2 separate regions of the Ovis aries genome follow, and region 1 is linked to region 2. Evidence: chromatin contacts called from public Hi-C data. All regions are on one chromosome and are shown on one strand. Each heading gives the region's core, a stretch centred on a gene start, on an enhancer-like site or on the middle of the called end of the contact. The rest is flanking DNA. Distances are from core to core; before and after follow the strand shown.

Region 1 (5,575 bases), core at 2,285-4,784, 200 kb before region 2:
GCTCCAGTACTTTGGCCACCTGATTAGAACAGCTGACTCATTAGAAAAGATCCTGATGCTGGAAAAGATTGAAGGCAGGAGGAGAAGGGGGCAGCAGAGGATGAGATGGTTGGATGGCATCACCAACTCAGTGGACATGAGTCTGAGCAAATTCCAGGAAAGCGTGAAGGACAGGGAAGCCTGGCCATGCTGCAGTCCACGGGGTTGCAAAGAGTCCGACACTACTTAGCAACTGAACAATAATTGATATACCCAAAATGAAGTCGCTCAGTCGTGTCCGACTCTTTGCGACCCCATGGACTGTAGCCTACCAGGCTCCTCTGTCCATGGGATTTTCCAGGCAATATTACTCTTGCGGAAAGGTGGGAGTTGTTAGGGGAAGCACACTGATTGAAACCTCCCACCCTAGCCAAGCACCATAGTAACCATTTGCATGAGTTTTTTTTATGACAAGAGATCCTGATAAGGAATATGGAAAGGACAGAAATGGTATGGATCTAACAGAAGCAGAAGATATTAAGAAGAGGTGGCAAGAATACACAGAAGAACTGTACAAAAAAGATCTTCACGACCCAGATAATCATGATGATGTGATCACTCATCTAGAGCCAGACATCTTGGAATGTGAAGTCAAGTGGGCCTTAGAAAGCATCACTAAGGACAAAGCTAGTGGAGGTGATGGAATTCCAGTTGAGTTGTTTCAAATCCTGAAAGATGATGCTGTGAAAGTGCTGCACTCAATATGCCAGCAAATTTGGAAAACTCAGCAGTGGCCACAGGACTGGAAAAGGTCAGTTTTCATTCCAATTCCAAAGAAAGGCAATGCCAAAGAATGCTCAAACTACCGCACAATTGCACTCATCTCACATGCTAGTAAAGTAATGCTCAAAATTCTTCAAGCCAGGCTTCAGCAATACGTGAACCATGAACTCCCTGATGTTCAAGCTGGTTTTAGAAAAGGCAGAGGAACCAGAGATCAAATTGCCAACATCCTGTGGATCATGGAAAAAGCAAGAGAGTTCCAGAAAAACATCTATTTCTGCTTTATTGACTATGCCAAAGCCTTTGACTGTGTGGATCACAATAAACTGTGGAAAATTCTGAAAGAGATGGGAATACCAGACCACCTAACCTGCCTCTTGAGAAATCTGTACGCAGGTCAGGAAGCAACAGTTAGAACTGGACACGGAACAACAAACTGGTTTCAAATAGGAAACGGAGTCCATCAAGGCTGTCTATTGTCACCCTGCTTATTTAACTTCTATGCAGAGTACATCATGAGAAACGCTGGACTGGAAGAAACACAAGCTGGAATCAAGATTGCAGGGAGAAATATCAATAACCTCAGATATGCAGATGACACCACCCTTATGGCAGAAAGTGAAGAGGAACTAAAAAGCCTCTTGATGAAAGGGAAAGAGGAGAGTGAAAAAGTTGGCTTAAAGCTCAACATTCAGAAAATGAAGATCATGGCATCCCGTCCCATCACTTCACGGGAAATAGATGGGGAAACAGTGGAAACAGTGTCAGACTTTATTTTTTGGGGCTCCAAAATCACAGCAGATGGTGATTGCAGCCATGAAATTAAGAGACGCTTACTCCTTGGAAGAAAAGTTATGACCAACCTAGATGCAGGGGAAAGTCGCTCCGTCATGTCCGACTCTTTGCAACACCATTGACTGTAGCCTACCAGGCTTCTCAGTCCATGAGATTTTTTCAGGCAAGAGTACTGGAATGGCTTGCCATTTCCTTCTCCAGGGGATCTTCCCGACCCAGGGATCAAACCCAGGTCTCCTGCATTGTAGGCAGAAGCTTTACCCACTGAGCCACCAAGGAAGCCCAACCTAGATAGCATATTCAAAAGCAGAGACATTACTTTGCCGACTAAGTTCCATCTAGTCAAGGCTATGGTTTTCCAGTGGTCATGTATGGATGTGAGAGTTGGACTGTGAAGAAGGCTGAGCACCGAAGAATTGATGCTTTTGAACTGTGGTGTTGGAGAAGACTCTTGAGAGTCCCTTGGACTGCAAGGAGATCCAACCAGTTCATTCTGAAGGAGATCAGCCCTGGGATTTCTTTGGAAGGAATGATGCTAAGGCTGAAACTCCAGTACTTTGGCCACCTCATGCGAAGAGTTGACTCATTGGAAAAGACTCTGATGCTGGGAGGGATTGGGGGCAGGAGGAGAAGGGGATGATAGAAGATGAGATGGCTGGATGGCATCACAGACTCGATGGTTGTGAAAGAAAGGAAAGTGAAGTCGCGTCCAAGTCTTTGTGACCCCACGGACTGTATGTAGCTCACTAGACTCCTCCGTCCATGGGATTCTCCAGGCAAGAATACTGGAGTGGGTTGCCATTTCCTTCTCCAGGGTATCTTCCCAACTCAGGGATCGAACAGGCAGACGCTTTAACCTCTGAGCCACCAGGGAACATGAGTGTGAGTGAACTCCGGGAGTTGGTGATGGACAGGGAGGCCTGGCGTGCTGCGATTCATGGGGTTGCAAAGAGTCGGACACGACTGAGCAACTGAACTGAACTGAACTGAACCAGAAGAGTTCCGGAAAGGTCTAAAGAAGACACCGCGAGTCCGTCCACATCCCAGAATCCCTCTCGCTAGCATCCATCTTGGCTGAGCGATGCATGCACCACCGGGAAAGACTCTGAATTAAGAGTCATTGGCCAGAGACCACCCAGAAACTAATCCCATCACTATAAAACACGAGACTGCGAGCCACACGGCAGAGCAGTTCTCCTGGGTTCCTTTACCCTACTGCTCTCCACCGGAGTGCCCTTTCCCAATAAAATCTCTCCTTGGACAATTCATTTTCGAGTGTTAGACAAGAGCCCAGTTTCGGGCCCTGGAAGGGGTCCGCCATCCTGCAACAGTACTGGAGGCAAGTGGCAAAGGAGAAAACTGCAGGGCGAGGGCCTCCCTTCCATTTCCCGATGCCCGAGGGCAGGATTTTCTCTAGTCGCCTTTTAATATATTTATTTATTTTGTCCCAAGATAAAGCTGAGGACTGGGTGGGAAGAGTCCTGTGGCGAAACTGGTACTGATACTTTAAGAAAACCAGTCAGTTTCGCCACAGGACGCTTCCCACCCAGGCCTCAGCTTTAGCCTGGGGCAAAATAAATATATTAAAAGGCGACTAGAGAAAATCCTGCCCTCGGGCAATGAGAAACGGAAGAGAGGCCCTCGCCCTGCAAGTTTTCTCCTTTGCCACTTGGAGTGGCAGGTTCTGCCGCCCGACTGTGGCCGAGGAAGGACTGCGTCATCCGAGGCGGTGGTGCCTCGGCCAGCCGTGAGCGCGCGCATAAACCTGACCAAGGTCCGCCGGCGACAAGCAACGCCCAGAGCAAAACCCAGGTAAGCGCCTGGAGGCGCGCGAGCTTCCCTACGCATGCGCATGCCGCGCTGGGGCGGGATTTGAGCGAGCAACGCGAGGAGCGCGTGCGCTGCGGCGGTGGGCGGGGCCAGGGCGGGGCCGTCGAGAGGCGGGGGTCTGATCTTCCCCGACAGCCCCGCCCCTCGATCGGCGTCTACCCCCGGGAGGCTGCAACCGCTGCAGCTCTGCCCTTCCCGGTTGGCGGGGCCAGCTGCGCCCCGGTTCTTGGGTGATCATGGGGGACCCCAGCAAGCAAGACATCCTGACCATCTTCAAGCGCCTCCGCTCGGTGCCCACCAACAAGGTAACGGCCGCCAGGAGTGTTCAGGCTCGCCTGGCATCCCTGCGGGATCCCGGGGACGGCCCCTACGGCGCCAGTGGCCGCGGCCGCTGGGAGGAGGAGCCGGCCCGGCCTGTGTGACACGTCGCACTGTGCGGCCGCAAAGGCTGGGCCTGGCCTGGGTCCGGTCGGTGCGCTGCCCTCCCCGCTTCAGCAAGGGAGGGGCGGGGGAGGGGGCGCACGCCAATGTCCAAGGCTGGGTGGACACCTGGGAAGTCCTGGGGGCGGGAGGCGGGAGCATCTGGGGGTCCCAGGGGCGTACGGGGCCTGGGAGCTTACGGGGAGGCAGAGGGGGCTTTGAGGGGGCAGCAGAGTGGACGCTTGTGTTCCTGAGAGAACTAGGGGCGACCTGAGAGAGGAATGGAGGGGAGGGGGGCGTACATGGGGCTCCCGCGATTGGGGGCGGACCCCGCAGGGCACCTGCGACCCAGCCAGGAAGTATGCACTGGGTCAGAAACTCCAGCTGGTAGCACTGGGCAAGCTGAACATGCCCCCTCCCCACCTTCGAGCTCACCTCTGAGTCTCCCCAGAGGCGCCAGCTGGAGGCTGGTTGGTGCCCTGTGTCCTTTGGTGGGAGCCTCAATCTCCGTGTCTCATGAAGCTGCTAAGTAGTTGCTGCTAAGTGACTTGGAGCTCTCTTGCTAAGAAAGCCCCGCAGAGACTCTTTCCCTTCCTTCCCTTTGGGTCCCCTTTGGAGATTAGAGTTTTCCTTTTTTTTCTTCATCTCATGGGCTGTTTCCCACCCCTATGACTCTTAGCACTTTTTGCGACTGGCTACAGCACTTTTTGCGACTGGGATGACGCATCAGGCTAAGTGATACCCACGGTGAGGATCACAGGTTGGCGTGGAACCTGGCTAGTGCAAAGGCCGGTCGTGTCAGCATGGACTCTCCCCTCTTCTCCGTGACTGTTCTGCCTGGCCCCCACTGCCACCTCCAAAGTGAACAGCTATTAACCAGCATGGTCATGAGCCTCGACAGGATGGCACAGAAAGTCCCAGAGTTTTACAACATGTAGATGTCTTTCAGTCCAGGTGGAGGGGAGCCAGTATTTTTATAGCCTAAGAGAAATACGAAAGGAAGCCATTTATTGGAGGTGATATCTGACGAATGTAAGAAAGACCAGAGGAGAAAGGTTCTGGGAATTCTCCAGTGCTGATTTCTTTGCTGTTTTCTTGATTTTCAAATTTCCGTGAATCTGTTTATCAAGAGTGGTTGCTGTAAACTAGACAAGATAAGGGTCTAGAGTTAGCAGAGTAGAAACCATGTATTTCTGTCTGCTTTATCTCAGAAACACAACATATGTTCTCATTGACTGAACTCATCAACAGGAAGGTGCCCCTTTTAAATAAGAAGTCAGTGTTTTTATACCAAGAGTGCTTTTGAAGGACATGTGTGGGCTTGCCTATAAATTGTTGTCCAGACCCTGTGACTTCCTGTCACTTTGGGCAGCTTACTTGACCACTTTGTGCCTTTTTTCCCTCATCTGAAAATGGGGCATGAGCCGAGTCTAATTTAGAGAGTTATTGTGAGGATTAAATGAGAAAATCCAAGAAAAACACTTAGAGTAGTACCTGGATATACTGGCCATCGATACATATCAGCTATTTTTGTTATTATTATTTTAATTATGAACAACACACCTGTAAAAAAAAGTGTATATTCTGTAGTAGGGCTAATAAAAGCATTGAGCAAAAGTAGTTTGTGGTAGTGTTCCACGGTGTGGTACACTGTTAGTAATAAACCATTGGGCTTCCCTTGTGGCTCAGCTGGTAAAGAATGCGCCTGCTATGCGGGAGACCTGGGTTCAATCCCTGGGTTGGGAAGATCCCCTGGAGAAGGGAAAGG
Region 2 (5,650 bases), core at 1,054-3,553:
ATCTGCCTGCAATGCAGGAGACCTGGGTTTGATCCCTGGGTCAGGAAGATCCCCTGGAGAAGGGCATGGCAACTCACTCCACTATTCTTGCCTGGAGAATCCATCCAGGCAAGAATAGTGCCATGGACAGAGGAGACTGGTGGGCTACAGTCAATAGGGTTGCAGAGTCCAGCCAGACTGAGCAACTTCCACTTTAACAGCCCCTTTACTCTCCTGAAGTGAATTCACAGGTGATAGATATCACCTACCCATACAGAATTTTTTAGAAGTCAACGCAAAGCTCCAACCATATTATAAAAGCAAAAAAAAAAAAAAAGTAAAAGGGGCCATCCAGTAGGTTAAGACAGTGCTATCACTGCAGCGGGTAAAGAATTTCATCTCTGGTCGGGAAAAGAATATCTCACATGCCGTTGGGCCATTAAAAAAAAAAAAAAAAAAAGGAATGTATAAAGTGATGCACATTTCAGCGTGTCAGTGCTGGGCGCAGGACCCGGAGGAAGCACCGGTCTGAGCCCAGGCACAAGGGATCCGCCCGGCGCAGTCTCGCCTCCCGGGCTTTGCCTCCCCGGTGCGGTTCTCCCAGGCCCGGGCACAATCCTTGCTTAGTCTCCAAGGAAAGCAGGAGTCAGTACCTTTGGCTACAGCGCAGCTTCACTGCTGGCAATCCATGTGTGTCCTCACCGGGCAAAAAGTCCTGTGTGTTCGTGCAAGAAACGGAGCGAAACCCCGACCCAGAGAATCATAACCCGCACCTCCAGCCCCGGGACGTCTCCGGCGTAGGAGGGCCAGCGGGACGCCCCACCCTGTGCACCCTTCACGTGACCGGATCCCCGCCGCCCGGGCCGCCAAGTGCGACCCCAGAGTTACGAAATCTTCCTGGTGGAGAGCCATCCCGCTCACTGTCAGATATAGTATCAGTTAAGGACCCTACTCTAGTAGTTTAGGGGGCCGGCACCCAGTCTCGGCAGTGCAGGGGCGATCTGGATTTCCCCCCTCCTTCTGAAGCCCAATCTCAGACCCCCTCCGGCTTCACCAGCTCGTTTTTCCACAGACCTTCCGACGCCGGATTTTTTATTGTGTTGTGGTGCTGTCAAGAGTAACTAACTCCACTCGCCGGACCTAGAAAAGAATAACAGTAGTGACTCATAGGGCACTTAGTCCGTGCCTGGCACTGTGCTCAAGGCATCGCCTGTATTTTCCATTGATTGTGTGTGTTAATGTCTCAGTCGTGTCCGACTCTGCGACTCCATGGACTGCGGCCCAGCAGCTCCTCTGTCCTTGGGATTCTCCGGGCAAGAATACTGGAGTGGGTTGCCATGCCCTATCCCTCCTCCAGGAGAGCTTCCCAACCCAGAGACTGAACCCGCGTCTCCGGCATTATATGCAGATTCTTTACCATCTGAACCACAAGGGAGCCGGGTTTCATTAACTCCTCAGATACGATTGACTACCCATCTCATGCCAGGGTCAGGGCAGGCGGTTCAACGAAAAGGTAATTCCACATGTTACATACTTAGATCGCAAAAAGTCTGTGCTGTTTGCCCCCCTCTCACAGTACAGACCAGGAAGACACAGGTACATATATACACAGGAAGGAAAAACCGCTGGCTTCTGAACGTTATACAGCCTGGAAGTAAGACACGTGAGACTGGGAGCTGCTTGACCCCGTGTGCTGCATTCAAACACAAACAGCTAACGTTAAAAATATTAGCCGTCCATACAATCCCCTTAAAGAACACAGGAGCAAATTGTTGCTGTAAATCCGTAACAAACGTACTACCGATAATTACTTTCAATCAATCCCATACATACACACCCAAACCATTCTACTTTTTCGAGTATAAGGGGGACGGGCAGATCGCAACTCCCAGGCATCCCGCAAAGTAGGCGGGTCACCTTAGGGGCAACCTTTACCCGCTCAAAAATTCGTCTCACATTAGCAGTGAGGATTCGGGCGTCACCCCGAATCGTTATTTTCCTTACTCATAAGTTTAAGGCATAAAGACGTAACTGGCTTACTTCCTAGGTAATGAATCCCAATCTCATTAGCAATACGGTGAGTATAAAAGTGGAACGTTAAAGCCTGTACTTTGTTCGTTGAAGGCTGCCTTATTCATTTCATTGTTCTATGTCGCTTTTCATTTTACTATTTTTTAGTTGAGAGAGGGGGGGAAAGGTAGGGCCACAATATGCAGATAAGCAACCGGCTCGCAAAGGTTCACGGGGAGAGCCCCGCCCCTTCCGGTTCCTTTCTCAGTCTGAACTGTCGCGAGAGTTCATCTGCCGAACGCCGGAAACCGCTAGTCGCTCCACAGCGGCCGAAGGGGCGGGCTCGAAGCCTGAGGGAGCCTAAGGTGCTCTCGGCTTGTTCGGCGGTGCAAGATGGCCGACATCTCTCTGGACGAGCTCATCCGAAAGCGAGGAGCTGCAGCGAAGGGGCGGTGAGTGGCCTTTTTCCCCTTCGGGTTTCAGGGTCCTAGTCTTAGTGGGGCTTGAGGCGGAGGAGGGAGCGGCCCGGGAGCGACGCGGAGGGCCAGTCTGCGCCCGCCCCCTACCTCAGCCGCGCTCCTCATTGGCCCGGCCGCCGCCGCCGCCGCGGGCCGGGTCGCCCGGCCGCCCACTGGCTGTAGGCGCGGAGGCTGGTGGGGCCGCCGCCGATGAAGGGGCAGGACTGCTGGGCTTGTGCTCGCGGCCCGCGGGGCGGCCCGCCGGGGGCGGAGCTGCGGCCGCGGACCGGACACGCTGCCCCGCGGCCTGCCTGGAGTCCGGAGGGTCTCCCCGGCGCAGCCCCCTCCTCCTCTGAGGAGACGGGCGCGGCGCCAAGGTCTCCGCGCGGCCTTCGAGTCAGGACTGGAGTTTCTCGGAGAAGTGATTTGCTCAGACTCTCCGGGTCTGTTGCTGCCGAAACCGCGACCCAAAGTCAGACCTTTAAGATTTCCAAATCCTTCGCCCGGTTCCCCGCTGTTCACACTCGCAGCCCTTTGTGAGGCATTTCAGGTTCTCGGGGGCGCTTCGCCGGCGCGCAGTCCTGGCAGCCAGCTATTAATGTTTTCCAAGTGAGGGGCTTGAGGTGGAATTTGCCCGCGGCCGCGGAGAGCTCAGAGCGGGGCCGAGTGCGCTCTGAGAGTTGGCCTCAGGCTTGGGCAAGACAAACTGGCGGGACGGGGCGGGAGGCCGGCCGTTTCTTGATGACTCTCAGAGAACCCTGTTCTGTGTCGGGGTGGAGAGTCGCGTAGTTGGCTTGCAGTTTTGTGACCCAAACTTCCTCTGGACTCTTAAAATATTGGTAGTCATTTCCAGACTCTATAGGGCTCCAGTTCATCTATGTGAAAGAGATGGGAAACCTGGGCCAGTGGTTTTCTAGCACGGGTTAGATTAGTTCAGATGTCCTTGTGGAGAAGCGAGGCTGTAAAGAAGGATGTTGTTTTCTCCGGCAGTCGTTCACTCGGCAGATGTTTATTAATACCGCCTGTGTGGTGGCTGGAAAATGGATTCTTTTCACTGTGCGAAAGGTATCCCTCACCCTCAACCTGTACACACAGATCCACCACAACTGCTCCCGCCCCCCCCCCCCCCCCCCCCCCATTCCCCAGCCAGCCCTTCACGAGGTTTCTGGTTCATAATAGGCACGCAGCATTGATTTCCTCTATCCTTGTGCTTGTGTTGTGTGCTCAGTCGTGTGCGATTCTTGGCGACCCCATAGACTGTCGCCTGCCAGGCTCTTCTGGTCCATGGGATTTTCCAGGCAAGAATATTGGAGTGTGTTGCCACTTCCTCCTCCAGGGGTTCTTCCCCACCCAGGGATCGAACTGGCATCTCCTGTGGCTTGTGCCTCAGCCAGCAGGTTCTTTACCACTGCGCCACCTGGGAAGCCCTCTTTTAGGTCTACCCTCTAGTAACTGGCAGGAAATTGGTACTGGGTCCTCTGGTGACGTCTGAGCCCATCCAGGTTTCACAGGTTTGCTGGACAGTTGCTGAGGGAGCCAGCTTCCCAGGACCTGAGCTTCCTGCAGGTGCTCCCCTTGGTTCCCAACTGCAGGCAGTCTGTACCTGCAGTTGGTGTTGATGTGTGTAGTGTCTTGTGATGGGCCTTGGATGGGACTGCAGGGAAGGGAGTATTTGTGGATCCCCCACAAGAGCAGAGACTCTGCAGCCAGGCAGACCTGGTCCCTTGGCGGGCCCCATTGTGGGGTTCTTTGCTTCTGTGGCCTGATGACCTCTGATTTAGGCAGTTTCCTTGTTTGTAATAACGGTTCCAGGTAGGTGGTTGATGGAGAAGACTCTTGAGAGTCCCTTGGACTGCAAGGAGATCCAACCAGTCCATTCTGAAGGAGATCAACCCTGGGATTTCTTTGGAAGGAATGATGCTAAAGCTGAAGCTCCAGTACTTTGACCACCTCATGCGAAGAGTTGACTCATTGGAAAAGACTCTGATGCTGGGAGGGATTGGGGGCAGGAGGAGAAGGGGACGACCAAGGATGAGATGGCTGGATGGCATCACAGACTCGATGGATGTGAGTCTGAGTGAACTCTGGGAGATGGTGATGGACACGGAGGCCTGGTGTGCTGCAATTCATGGGGTCGCAAAGAGTAGGACATGACTGAGCGACTGAACTGAACTGAGGTGGTTGAGAAGATTAAATATGAGGATGTAAGAGTGTATGTTTTAAACTTTGTACCAGATAGTAAGTGTTCAGCAGATGGCTTTAAAGAAGTAGAAGCCCAAATCCCTCCTTTAGGGGACATAATAAGTAAGCATTGGGGTCCTAGAGTCAGACTGCCAAGTTTCAGTCCCACTTGTCATATGAAAGTTACTTAACCATGCCATGCCTCTCTTTTCTTATCTGTAAAACATGGGTAATATTTACTGGTTATTGTCAGGACTAAGTGAATTAATGTATCTAAAGTACTTCAGAAAGCATCTAGTGGGTACTAAGTGCCCAGTAGATGTTAGCTCTCGTCATTATTGTTAATGAAGGCTTTTAAGGAAAGAAGTAATATTCAGTCTTCAGTGTGAGAATATTGCGTTGCTATTATGTAAAGATTGATTTGGGGGAAATGCAGGCAAAGAGACAGTGTGAAAGAAACTGGACCACATGCTGGGTTTGGATTAAACCTACTGGAAACTCCATTTTGCTTGCACAGCCAAAAGAGAAAAACTAGATCGGGGGTTAGAGTTCTTGTCAAGAGCTGTGAAAGGTCTGAACAAATGGTATTTCCTACAGTAAATAAATGCTGTTCTACTTGCTCCTTAGAAGAAATCTCTTTACTGGCACCTTGGTGTAGTGTAGGGATGTCACAGAGAGAACTTTGTGCTTAATAATTTAGGAAGAGCCTATGACCATCTCAGAAAACTTCTTTTCTCTTCTTTTAAAAAAAAAAAAAGAAAAAGAAAACTTCTTTTCTCTTCTTTTTAAAAAAAAAAGCAAGAGAAAGAAAACTTCTTTTCTCTTCTTAAAGGAAATAGCAAAGGACTGAGCCTCTGCAAGTGTAAATAAACCGATTCTCAAAAGTCGTGGAATGTGCTTGTTCTTCAGAACAGCTATTCTGTTTTGTGTTCATTGTACTGTGTAAGTCAAGAAAGGTGTCATTACCATCATTATTATTTGGCCCTCAATTAATCATCAGAAAGTTCTTTGATTAATATGAG

The links. Hi-C and Micro-C count contacts between places; a contact is called where the count stands out from the background.
Region 1: a contact with region 2 is called in a Hi-C map of mixed tissues, with 4 times the contacts expected there. The contact joins the promoter of ARFGAP3 here to the promoter of POLDIP3 in region 2. A contact is called at or near these places in 10 of 16 Hi-C or Micro-C datasets (blood, hypothalamus, liver and 4 more).

Annotation. Positions count from the first base shown.
Region 1 is chr3:219,592,168-219,597,742 of ARS-UI_Ramb_v3.0, reverse strand. ARFGAP3 (ADP ribosylation factor GTPase activating protein 3) reads left to right here and starts at 3,534. Exons shown (of 15, transcript XM_060414283.1): 1 at 3,534-3,692. The coding sequence starts at 3,624.
Region 2 is chr3:219,391,506-219,397,155 of ARS-UI_Ramb_v3.0, reverse strand. It overlaps POLDIP3 (DNA polymerase delta interacting protein 3), which reads left to right and starts at 2,303. Exons shown (of 8, transcript XM_060413613.1): 1 at 2,303-2,441. The coding sequence starts at 2,383. It overlaps LOC114114089 (a long non-coding RNA gene), which reads right to left and starts at 2,000. Exons shown (of 2, transcript XR_003588951.3): 1 at 633-2,000. It overlaps LOC114114287 (U12 minor spliceosomal RNA), which reads right to left and starts at 2,000; the gene lies at 1,851-2,000.